Linked DNA regions of Mus musculus: region 2 is linked to region 1. A link is a contact called in public Hi-C data. All regions are on one chromosome and are shown on one strand. Each heading gives the region's core, a stretch centred on a gene start, on an enhancer-like site or on the middle of the called end of the contact. The rest is flanking DNA. Distances are from core to core; before and after follow the strand shown. Region 1 overlaps Med12l (mediator complex subunit 12-like). Region 2 overlaps Mbnl1 (muscleblind like splicing factor 1).

The links. Hi-C and Micro-C count contacts between places; a contact is called where the count stands out from the background.
Region 2: a contact with region 1 is called in a Hi-C map of cerebral cortex, with 3 times the contacts expected there. The contact joins two enhancer-like sites. A contact is called at or near these places in 1 of 15 datasets of contacts at CTCF or cohesin (large pre-B cells), 9 of 484 Hi-C or Micro-C datasets (cerebellar granule neurons, cerebellum, cerebral cortex and 6 more) and 2 of 115 datasets of contacts at active chromatin or transcription factors (astrocytes and epiblast stem cells).

What each region holds. Positions count from the first base shown.
Region 1 is chr3:59,311,272-59,316,184 of GRCm38.p6, forward strand. It overlaps Med12l (mediator complex subunit 12-like), which reads left to right. Exons shown (of 44, transcript NM_177855.3): 43 at 1,582-1,663; 44 at 3,426-4,913. The coding sequence ends at 3,478. Among named protein-coding and RNA genes, the nearest start is that of Igsf10, 31 kb to the right of the region's middle. Within about 2 kb of position 1,525, at least 83 of the 459 cell types and tissues checked have an H3K27ac peak or open chromatin away from gene starts, as enhancers often do. A contact at or near this core is called in cerebral cortex, where this site is marked.
Region 2 is chr3:60,612,539-60,617,551 of GRCm38.p6, forward strand. It overlaps Mbnl1 (muscleblind like splicing factor 1), which reads left to right. Exons shown (of 10, transcript NM_020007.4): 5 at 725-982; 6 at 3,082-3,235. Among named protein-coding and RNA genes, the nearest start is that of Mbnl1, 110 kb to the left of the region's middle. Within about 2 kb of position 2,688, at least 64 of the 459 cell types and tissues checked have an H3K27ac peak or open chromatin away from gene starts, as enhancers often do. A contact at or near this core is called in cerebral cortex, where this site is marked.

The sequences.
Region 1 (4,913 bases), core at 275-2,774:
ATCATTGTTCGTCAGAATCAAGCGCCAGAGTGTATACCTATAATGCCCACAATAGTTCATGGCACATAGCAAGACTTGTTAAATAGGATTCTAAGCATTGAAATGGTTGAATTAAAAAGAAAACACGTGCCTTCCTGAATTTTCCACACAGAGGAATGATTGTTGTTCTGTTTTCCCAGACCTGTATGTGGAGAGGGTTGGTGCTGGCAATGGCTTATCATCTTTGTGTGCCATTACACATGGAAGAGTCATCTTGGCAATGCTGTCTAAAGTTAGAGTTTTCTGCTAAATCTGAATTTCAGGCAAGCAGTTAGCAAAAGTGTTACGTCAAATTTTCTGTTGGGTTACTTGGACTAAATTCAGTATTTGTCACGTGAAATATTAAATATTAGTAAAATAAAAAATTCCTTGTTACTTGTCTGAAATTCACATTTAGCTATGCATTCTGTATTTGAATTTCCTATATGACTTAACAGTCCTGGGCAGCTTTTAGTCATACTGAGGACCTCCAAGGAAGAGGGAATCATGTTGCATTCACATTGAGAATGGTCTTATTAAAAACTCGTTAGGGATGTGAAGCAGATTAAGGACAAGCAATGCAGATGTGTTACAGGCACAGCACAGACCTCTCAGCCTAGTGTGGTGAGAAGAGGGGAGGTGGAGAGAGCCCAGTTACCTGAGGGAAGAGCTCAGGCACGGCTGCCTTGGATGCACTAGGCTGGCAGAGAGCCACTGTGGAAGAAGCTGGCAAAAATAAAGAAAACTCCTTACCATGCTCCTCCCTGGCCTAGGTCAGCTCTCACTTTCTATCTCTGGAGATGCTCTCTAGGGTGCTGTGACAGCCTGGTTATTGTGTTCCATACAGGCAGATGGCACAGACTGAGGTTAACAGGAAACAACCAGTTCTTTGTGTATGACTAAGAGATGCTCGTATCAGAGCATCCCAGTTGTTTCTAAGTCGCAAGAAGACAGCTGAGGAGTAGAGAAAGGAAAGAAAGAGAGGCAGTCCGACACCTGCAGTTAGGAAGTGTCCTAGTATCATTGGTGATTCTAATCAAAAACAGCTTTGCTTCTAGCAGACACTGATCAGTCAGTCTCCCCATGCTCCTCAAACATCAGCTGCAGTTCCTTGTGTGGTACTTCCAGGTCCCCTCAGACAGGGCTAGGAGAAAACTCCTTAAAATGTGAGTGTTCTTGTGTATGGCCCAGCTCACCCTGCCATGGCTGTCAGGTGGAGGTCAGATGTTCCACAAACCCATGCTCTATCTCACAGGCTCTGCTCTGCCCTGCCCATGGGGTCTGTTGGCATTGGACAGATCTCCACAGCAGAGAGCTTTCATCTTGTCAGAGAGGTCCTTGGATGAGTGGGCTACCTCTGTAGTGAGCACTTCTTCATGGAAACTCTAAAGATAAATGCCAAGCAAGTACCTGCGGGAAGCACTGTTTGGCCAGCTGTACCGTAGGCAAAACCAGACGTATCCAAACTGAGCATGTGAACGTGCCTTAGCCAGCCCCGAGGTACAGCCTGTGCCTTGTGGAGCACGAGTGGCTGACTCATCCTTCCCCTTGTTGCAATTACAGTTCCCCAGGCAAGGCTTGCAGCAGACCCAGCAACAGCAACAGACAGCCGCCCTGGTGCGACAGCTCCAAAAGCAGCTTTCTAGTAAGTACCTATCTCACACTGAGCCAGGGGAGTCTGGGAGTCAGCGACAAGCCCGGCATAGTAGGCTCTTCAGAAATCACACTGTGTCCTCTGAAACATTTTTAAAGACTTTTTCATTGAAATAGAGCTCCATCACTTTCCTTCCTCGCTTTCTTCTGTCTCCTCTCTCAGCTACTCTCCATTAAACCCCTCCTAGACCTCCACTGTCCACTCCTCCTCTTTTATTTGACTACTTTTGTTACATACATACATGCATACATACATACACATATACATACATACATATACAGATGCATACATTCATTTATTCATACATGCATGCATACACACACATATATCCATGCATGCACACATATGTGCACACATACATATATGCATAATATATGCATACATGCATGCATACATACATACATTTTTTTTTCATGTTTGGCTTGGTCTGAGGTATTTCACTTTGTCTTAGTTTGATTAGTTTTGGACTTACCTTTTTCTTCCCCTGGAAAAGCCACATTTTTCCCCTTAAATTCAGTATTTTCCTGTTGTTTTATGTGACTTTCCCAAAGCACACCCAACCCCCTTTTGTTGGTTTTATTTTATGGTGCTGAGGATAGAACCCAAGGCTTCCTGTGTTCCAGACATGTGTTCTACTGCTTAACCTCAACTCCATGCCCGGGTCTTGTTTTTATAGAGCTAGAAATGTTTAAGGAGAAACTCATCCCATGACCTTGACTTAGATCACCCCTATACCAGTATCTCAGGATAGAATCGTTTTAGAGATGGAGTGAGTCCCTTGTGTGGTGAAACATAGTGGCCTGGAGTCACAAGACCTGATTTCTTTGCCAAGGTGGCCATTATTGGCTAGGTCACGTTTTCCCACCTATGAAAGTATAGGAGACACGTTTTCCCGTGGCTTTCAGATTCAGTGTTTCTGAGTTACAGGGTGGAGTCTGCTGCATGTTGAAACAGTGATGTGGCATCCATTTGTGGCTGAGGGGTAGCTTTTTGCATGACTGCTTTGCATGTGGGAATCTTGACAGAGAGAATTGCCCCCCACCTCCCTCCACACTCCTTGGTGTCTCTGCCAGTCATATCTTAATTTTTCTTTATTTTATTTTGTTTTTGTTTTTGGTCTTTAACATATAATGTACACTTGTCTGTGTCTTTATGTAACACATCACCATGTTCCATGAATACATACATGAGATTTTTCTTTAATTTCCAAACCTGAAATATGTGTGTATGTTTTCATGTAGCCTCAGTTAATTTTGGTTACGTGAAGTAAGATCAATTTTTTTCCTAGCTGTTTTTTTTAAGTAGGTATACTCTATTAAATAATCTGTGATTAAAACAATGAAATACGACGATATTTTTGAGTTAAAATTCTTGCAGAGAATATAACCTGAAGGCTTGGCCTTATAGTGTTTATAAATCAGCACTGAGGAGTCCTGTATTGCAGACTTATCTGAAGAGCATGTCAGCTTGCTCTGCTGTCCCCAGAGTGTCAAGAGCTGGAATACAGCTCTTGGACACTGTGAGTCAATCTATCTAATCCCGAGGCATTGTGTGGGCAGCTGTGGGTCTCTCCTGTAGACTTGGCCCCTCTACAGAATACATTTGGTCACATTACATGGTTATTGGCCCCAGGGTCTAGCCTGTTGCTCTGTCCTCCCATACCTGGGGCTGTTACTGAGAGGCCCGCCAGAGAGAAGGTGTTATCTGCAGCACCAGTTCACATCTGTAACTGTTGTGTTTGCTTTCCCCTTAGGTAACCAGCCACAGCAAGGAGTGACTCCCTGTGCACACCCTTCACACTTTTGAATCGGAAAGAGAAGACATGAAGTTTATGTTTGCACTGAAAAACAGAAAATCAAATTTAGTAGTCCTCATAAGACGTCTCCTTTGGTCTTTGGTTATTTATGTTTTCCTATATTTTATGCTACATTTCATGCAGAAGTATTTAAATAAGTAAAGGAGTCATGGTTTGGTTTTATCAGATTTAAAATAGGTTTTAAAATGTGGATCATACAGGCCTACTCCAGATAGTGTGGTAGCAGACCTTTTGAAACTGGTGCTTTTTTATCTCATATTTACATAAAGAATGAATTATGGTAGGTTTAAATATTTATGTATTCATTAACGATTTTTTTTAAACCTGTGGTGGACCAAACTACTGATTTGAAAGCTGTGGCAGGTCTCGCGGGAGTGGACACATTAGCTCTTCACTCGACCGTGGCGGTGGGGTGAACATTTTTTTTTTTTTTGCATCACTTTAATTTGAAATGTTGATCATTTTCATAAGCACTTTATAAACTTCGTTCGCATTTATGAAGGACTTGGCTTCGCTTTTGTTGTGGTCCAAAGGTGCTGAAACGGATTGTTGCTTAGTACTTCCGCTTCTTCAGGGCTTCTGCAAGAGCCACCTGGAGGACTGTGGGAGTCTCTCAGAAGCAGCTGCACTCAAATTTGTTCCCAGTGGCAAAATCTTTATCCAGATTCTTCATGAAGGTACAACCTATAACCACGGGAGGCCAGAAGAACCACGGTGGAATCGGTCCATTTTACTTACTGCCAGTTTTGGTTTAAAAAAAAAAATAACTGTCCAGTTTAGGTTCTTCAGAACCTCATGCCAACTTGAGAAAAATAAAATAAAATCTCACAGCTGGCCTTAGATTCCACAGTGCTCAGACTTGACATGGTTTCCAGAGGGTTCTGGTAGTCATCAAAGGTATACTTGCTGTTAATTTTGTATGGTAAGTATTTACAATTTTGAATTTAATTATTAATGTTGGTGTCAGTCTTGGTTGTGTATTGCTTCTACTGTATTTATAAACCGGTGCAAAAAGCACAAGTAAAGTAAATTATACATCAAAATTTATTATAAAGAAATAGTAACTATTTTAACTTTGTTCAAGTATGTGGTAATTTGCTCCTATTAGAGTGAAAAAATACAGTAAATTATTATCAGTTTGTGTAACTTAAGAGTATTCCGTATAATATTTTTTTAGAATTAGATGCATACAATTTTGAATGTGAAAATTGCAGGGCATTTTAAGACATGTAGGGATCTTTCCCTGTCCTTTGTTGGGTTCACTTTCTTTTTGCCATATGATTTCACATGTAATGTAGTCAAGCATACTGTGAATAGATTGTCTATGAAGAGCAGACCCTGTAGAACTACTTTTTTAAAATGTAGCTAGTACGACTTCAGATGATTTCTTTCGCAGATTGTTATTATAAATAATTTATATCTTCC
Region 2 (5,013 bases), core at 1,438-3,937, 1.3 Mb after region 1:
CATGCCCCAGAGTGTTATGTGGACAGCAAAGGATGGTTTGCAGGAGTAAGTTCTGTCCTCCCACTGTGTGGTTTCAGGACTCCGGCTCAGGATGTCAGTTGGTGCAGTGTCTCCTGGGCTCCTGCAGCAGGTGTAAGCAGCTGTCCTGCCAGCATCCCTTCTCAGGCTCCATGATCACTGTCCACGGCAGTGACTTAATCTTTCTCCTGGTAGTGTGCATGGCACTTTGAAACAATGTTTGATTATTTTATAAAATGCTTCCTATCTGGTTTGACTGGTAGTCCTCAGTTTTAACAATAGGAAATGATACAAATACCGTGATGTGGTGTGTTGGTTTTGAATCACACCAACAGAGTGGTGTGTCCCTGTGTCTCAATCTTTATGCATTTACTTGGTGAGAATGATGGCTGCTGGCTCTCCTCACTATAAAATCCAGACTTTCCCCCTCTCTAATTAATAAGGAAACCAACACAATAGTGGATAGATGTTTCATTATATGCTCTCTGTTCACTGTAAACATATTTTCTTTCTCAAGAACATTCCCCTGGAAATGTGCTAATATTTAAATGCTAAGCACTGCTGAGTTATGCCACTACATTGCTCTAGTTTGCCCTCTCCCTCCATGTACACCCTTGGTCACCAATTTGGATAGTTGGATTACTGTTTTCAGAAAGGACCCGCATGCTCATATTGACTGAATCCCGTGCATTTAATGACCTCATAGGTGTGTCGAGAGTACCAGCGTGGCAATTGCAACAGAGGAGAAAATGACTGTCGGTTTGCTCATCCTGCTGACAGCACAATGATTGATACCAATGACAACACAGTCACTGTCTGCATGGATTACATCAAGGGGAGATGCTCTCGGGAAAAGTGCAAATACTTCCATCCTCCCGCACACCTGCAAGCCAAGATCAAGGCTGCCCAATACCAGGTCAACCAGGCTGCAGCAGCACAGGCTGCAGCTACTGCAGCTGCCATGGTGAGTGGAGACAGCAGTGCCCTCCTGTCAGCAATCAGAAAAGATAGTGAACAATTTCTCTACTGCCAGCTATTCATCTATTAACCTCTTCCTCCCGTTTTGCTGAAGATATGTTTGTTCAGGTATCCCACACAATACATAAAGAAGCTACCATTCACAGACGCAAGGATAACTCCTCAAATGTTGCTCATCCTCTTAGCCTAACCCCTAAGACTGTCTCATTCTGGATGTAGGGTTTCTGAAATTCCTGCTTCATAAGGAACCACTTGTCGCCTTTCTGATTGAACGACACTGCCATTTCCAGTCTCTGATTTCTGTATGCCATCCAGCTGGCCCTTGTTCTCCTTGAGTGTGTTCTTCCCCACATCAAGGCTCTTCTTTACATTTATCTTGCCTTTAATAACATCATCTGAAACTATTTAGGAGAATAGCTTCAACAAAATTGTTTTTAAATTAGCTGCAATGATCCTTTTGAATGATCCGCTGTCGAGATCGTGTGAAGGCCTACTGTGGCAGAAACATGATTATTACAGTGCCAAATATTGACTAAGCCACTATACAGGGAAGAGAAGAGCACTAGCACTCAAGGAGTGTTTAAAAAATGAATAAATAAGTAAGGATCATTTAGGGTAGATGCTAAGTGGTTTATCTTAAGATCAACTTCAATGAGACCTAGTAGATGAGTTTAAGGAGGCCATTTCTTCTTGGCTTAGCTGTTTTAACGCTGTCCTTTTTAATATAAATATATAACTTATTCTTTAAATATTCATACAAAAATCATTGTCATGGCACAGTAAAATGATCATGAGAGAGGTCTTTTCTGTGTTTGTTTATGGATACTTGAGCAAAAATACAGAAGGCAGACTCTCTCCTTTTCTCTTTCTTTCACCACCCCCCCTTTTTTTTCTTTAGAGTATTATTTGAAATTAACTACAAAGAGGAATTATCCTCCAATAACAACTCAATAGTGCCTTTATTGTGCATGCTTAGTCTTGTTATTCGTTGTATATGGCATTCCGATGATTTGTTTTTTTATTTGTTTTTTCTCACCTACCCAAAATGCACTGCTGCCCCCATGATGCACCTCTGCTTGCTGTTTATGTTAATGCGCTTGAACCCCACTGGCCCATTGCCATCATGTGCTCGCTGCCTGCTAATTAAGACTCAGTCGGCTGTCAAATCACTGAAGCGACCCCTCGAGGCAACCTTTGACCTGGTACTATGACCTTTCACCTTTTAGCTTGGCATGTAGCTTTATTGTAGATACAGGTTTTTTTGGTTTTTGTTTTTGGTTTGGTTTGGTTTTGGTTTTGTTTTGTTTTGTTCTGTTCTGTTTTGTTTTTAACTGATTGAAATAGATATAATCCTTTTCCTGTTTAAAGTGGTTAAGTACAATGAAAATCTGAGTGTGGTTTCCTGAAAAAATGAGCAGAAAGACCTAAAATGCATACATAGATGGATAAGGTACAATGAAAGACTGGAATCCCAGCAGCCCACATTCAGTTTAACTATATTGTAAAACGTTCTAATGAAAGACTCGGAGGACGATAAAGTGTGGTGTTCACTCTATATTTATGTACCTGTGTGGTTAGCATGGCTTTAGTGATAGGCTTCTTTTCTTTTTAACATAGAGTGCAGTATTTCAGAAGAGTTTGCATGCTCTGGGACATTTGCATGTGTCAGCAGGCTGGGGAGGGCAGAGCTGGCAGGACCCAGCCAGTCACTGTACAGTTAACTATTAACAGTGCTTCTACTTGGCAGTCCTCACGGGGCTCCCGCGGCAGCTTTCCTTCTTCCCCAAATAGATGGCTTCTCACAGAAAGCCCGAAGCATTATGGGACATAAAAGACCTTCCGCGTTATAACATGTGCTCTCGTTACTCGTGGGCTTTTGTTGTGGACAAAATAATGCTTCCTCTAAAGCTTTTATCTTGCTTAATTTCTTTAATTGGTTTTGTCACCTGGATTGTCCCCCTGGGTAGTTAAGTGTTCTGCTGCTTGCTTGCTCGTGCCCCCTAACTGTTCTAGCCTACAACTGATTTCTCTTTTTTTCTTTTTCTCTTTTTACTGGTATTTGTTTTTATACTACTCACTAAACAGGGAATTCCTCAAGCTGTACTTCCCCCATTGCCAAAGAGGCCTGCTCTTGAAAAAACCAACGGTGCCACCGCAGTCTTTAACACTGGTATTTTCCAATACCAACAGGCTCTAGCCAACATGCAGTTACAGCAGCATACAGCATTTCTCCCACCAGGTAAGGGCTTGGGTTTGCTCTGGAATGCATCTGCTATGATCTCCTCGGGGTGCTACTGTTAAAGCAGGAAACACCTGCAGCGCAGGTCAGCTGTTAGCCATGGGAGGGCGAATGGTAAGCGAGTCAGCTGGGAAGACACATTCGGTTTTCTTATGGCTTTCCTTTAAAAGAGAAAACTTAAGCTTTCTGACACAGACATGCTTTATATATTTCTGGTGTTTATGCTATTTGGAATTGAAATACTCTCTCTTTTTCTCTTTCCTCAACACTGTTGTATGTTTGTCAAGCTGTGTTATGATGCTCTCCTGCTGTAAGACCCCTTTGCCTTCAAGATTCCACAATTTTATGAAATGACTCAATTTTGACATTTTCAACCTTCAGTTTGCAAAGAAGACAGTGAAAATTTATTTATTCTCGAGCTCTTACAATGTGCTCTTCATATTAATTATGCATGGCAAAATTATTCTTGTTCCTATGCTGAAGTTGAAGTAGCCCTAAGTTCCCTTGGTGTTAAATTTACTGCTTAGTCATCCATTGGCATTCCTGTTTAGTGCTGAGTCATGCAGCTGTGATTTCAGTTCCTTTTCAGTTTGGTCACATAGATATACTCCTACGCACAGAGATCTAAGGATAAGATACTAGTAGCTCACTTAGTTGGTTAGAAATTTACTATTTGAATATTCTTAATTTATTTCATACATCTTTTTTACATTATGCTTTGAAATTAATTACCAAGACACACTAATCTCTTTTTCTTTCTTATACAATTTTACTTTGAGAACACTTGAAATATATATATTTGATAAAATAATTTATTAACAAATTAGTAAGTGAATGGCTAGGTATGTGCATCACAAATCTAGCACATTGAGCTATGGTGACAGTATTTAGAGTATCACATTTTTGTGATATTAGAGAATGAGACAGTTTATTTTAGACTTAGAAAATTAATACATCATGCTCATATTAGATGTTACTAGGAAACAAAACTTTTTGTATAGTTCATTTCTGAAAACTGGCCATTTCCACATAGAATCAGGTGCATCATGTACATCAGCTAGCTGAAACATTTCATTAAAATATTCCATGATGAAATGAGAGGTGTGCTCTTGGATACCTTGTTCAGACTGCCTGATAGGGGTACCCAAGGCCTCATGCAGCTCCCTGGCCATCTTGTTGTGTTTGTGGATAGGAATCCTTGAGTGGTTGCTTCCTAGGGTTGCACAGACAAACACAGCACAAATTGCTATGTCTAGTGATTTTTGTCCAGGTTTTTGAGACATTTGTGTATTTATTTACAAATTCTTTGGCTTGAAAATATTGGCGATTTTATCTTTTTAAACTCCCTCTAGAACTAAAGGAAGTCAGCCTTACCATAGATTCAAATATAATCACATGTGTAGTGTCTTGGACAGAATAAGCTCATTTCCCAAAATCTAGCTTATTTTATATGCATATACTATAGAATTAATACAGGTGAAATATTCTATTAATTACAGTATAATTTAGAAAATACACTGTATTTTTCACAGCTTGGATTTTTAGGGCTATGAGGTGTGTTGCTTCAACAGTAACTGTAGATGTGTGGGTCTGTTTCATTGAAATTACAGGGAAGCACAGTGTGCTAGCTCCATAGAACAGGTGACTACATATATAGGAACTAGATTCTTGACAATGAGTCAAGGATTCTAGCTAACCATCTACCTAAAAGAAAAGAACAAAACCCAAACAAACAAACAAACAAACAAAACCCCCACATATTTAATGTAAGAAAAGAC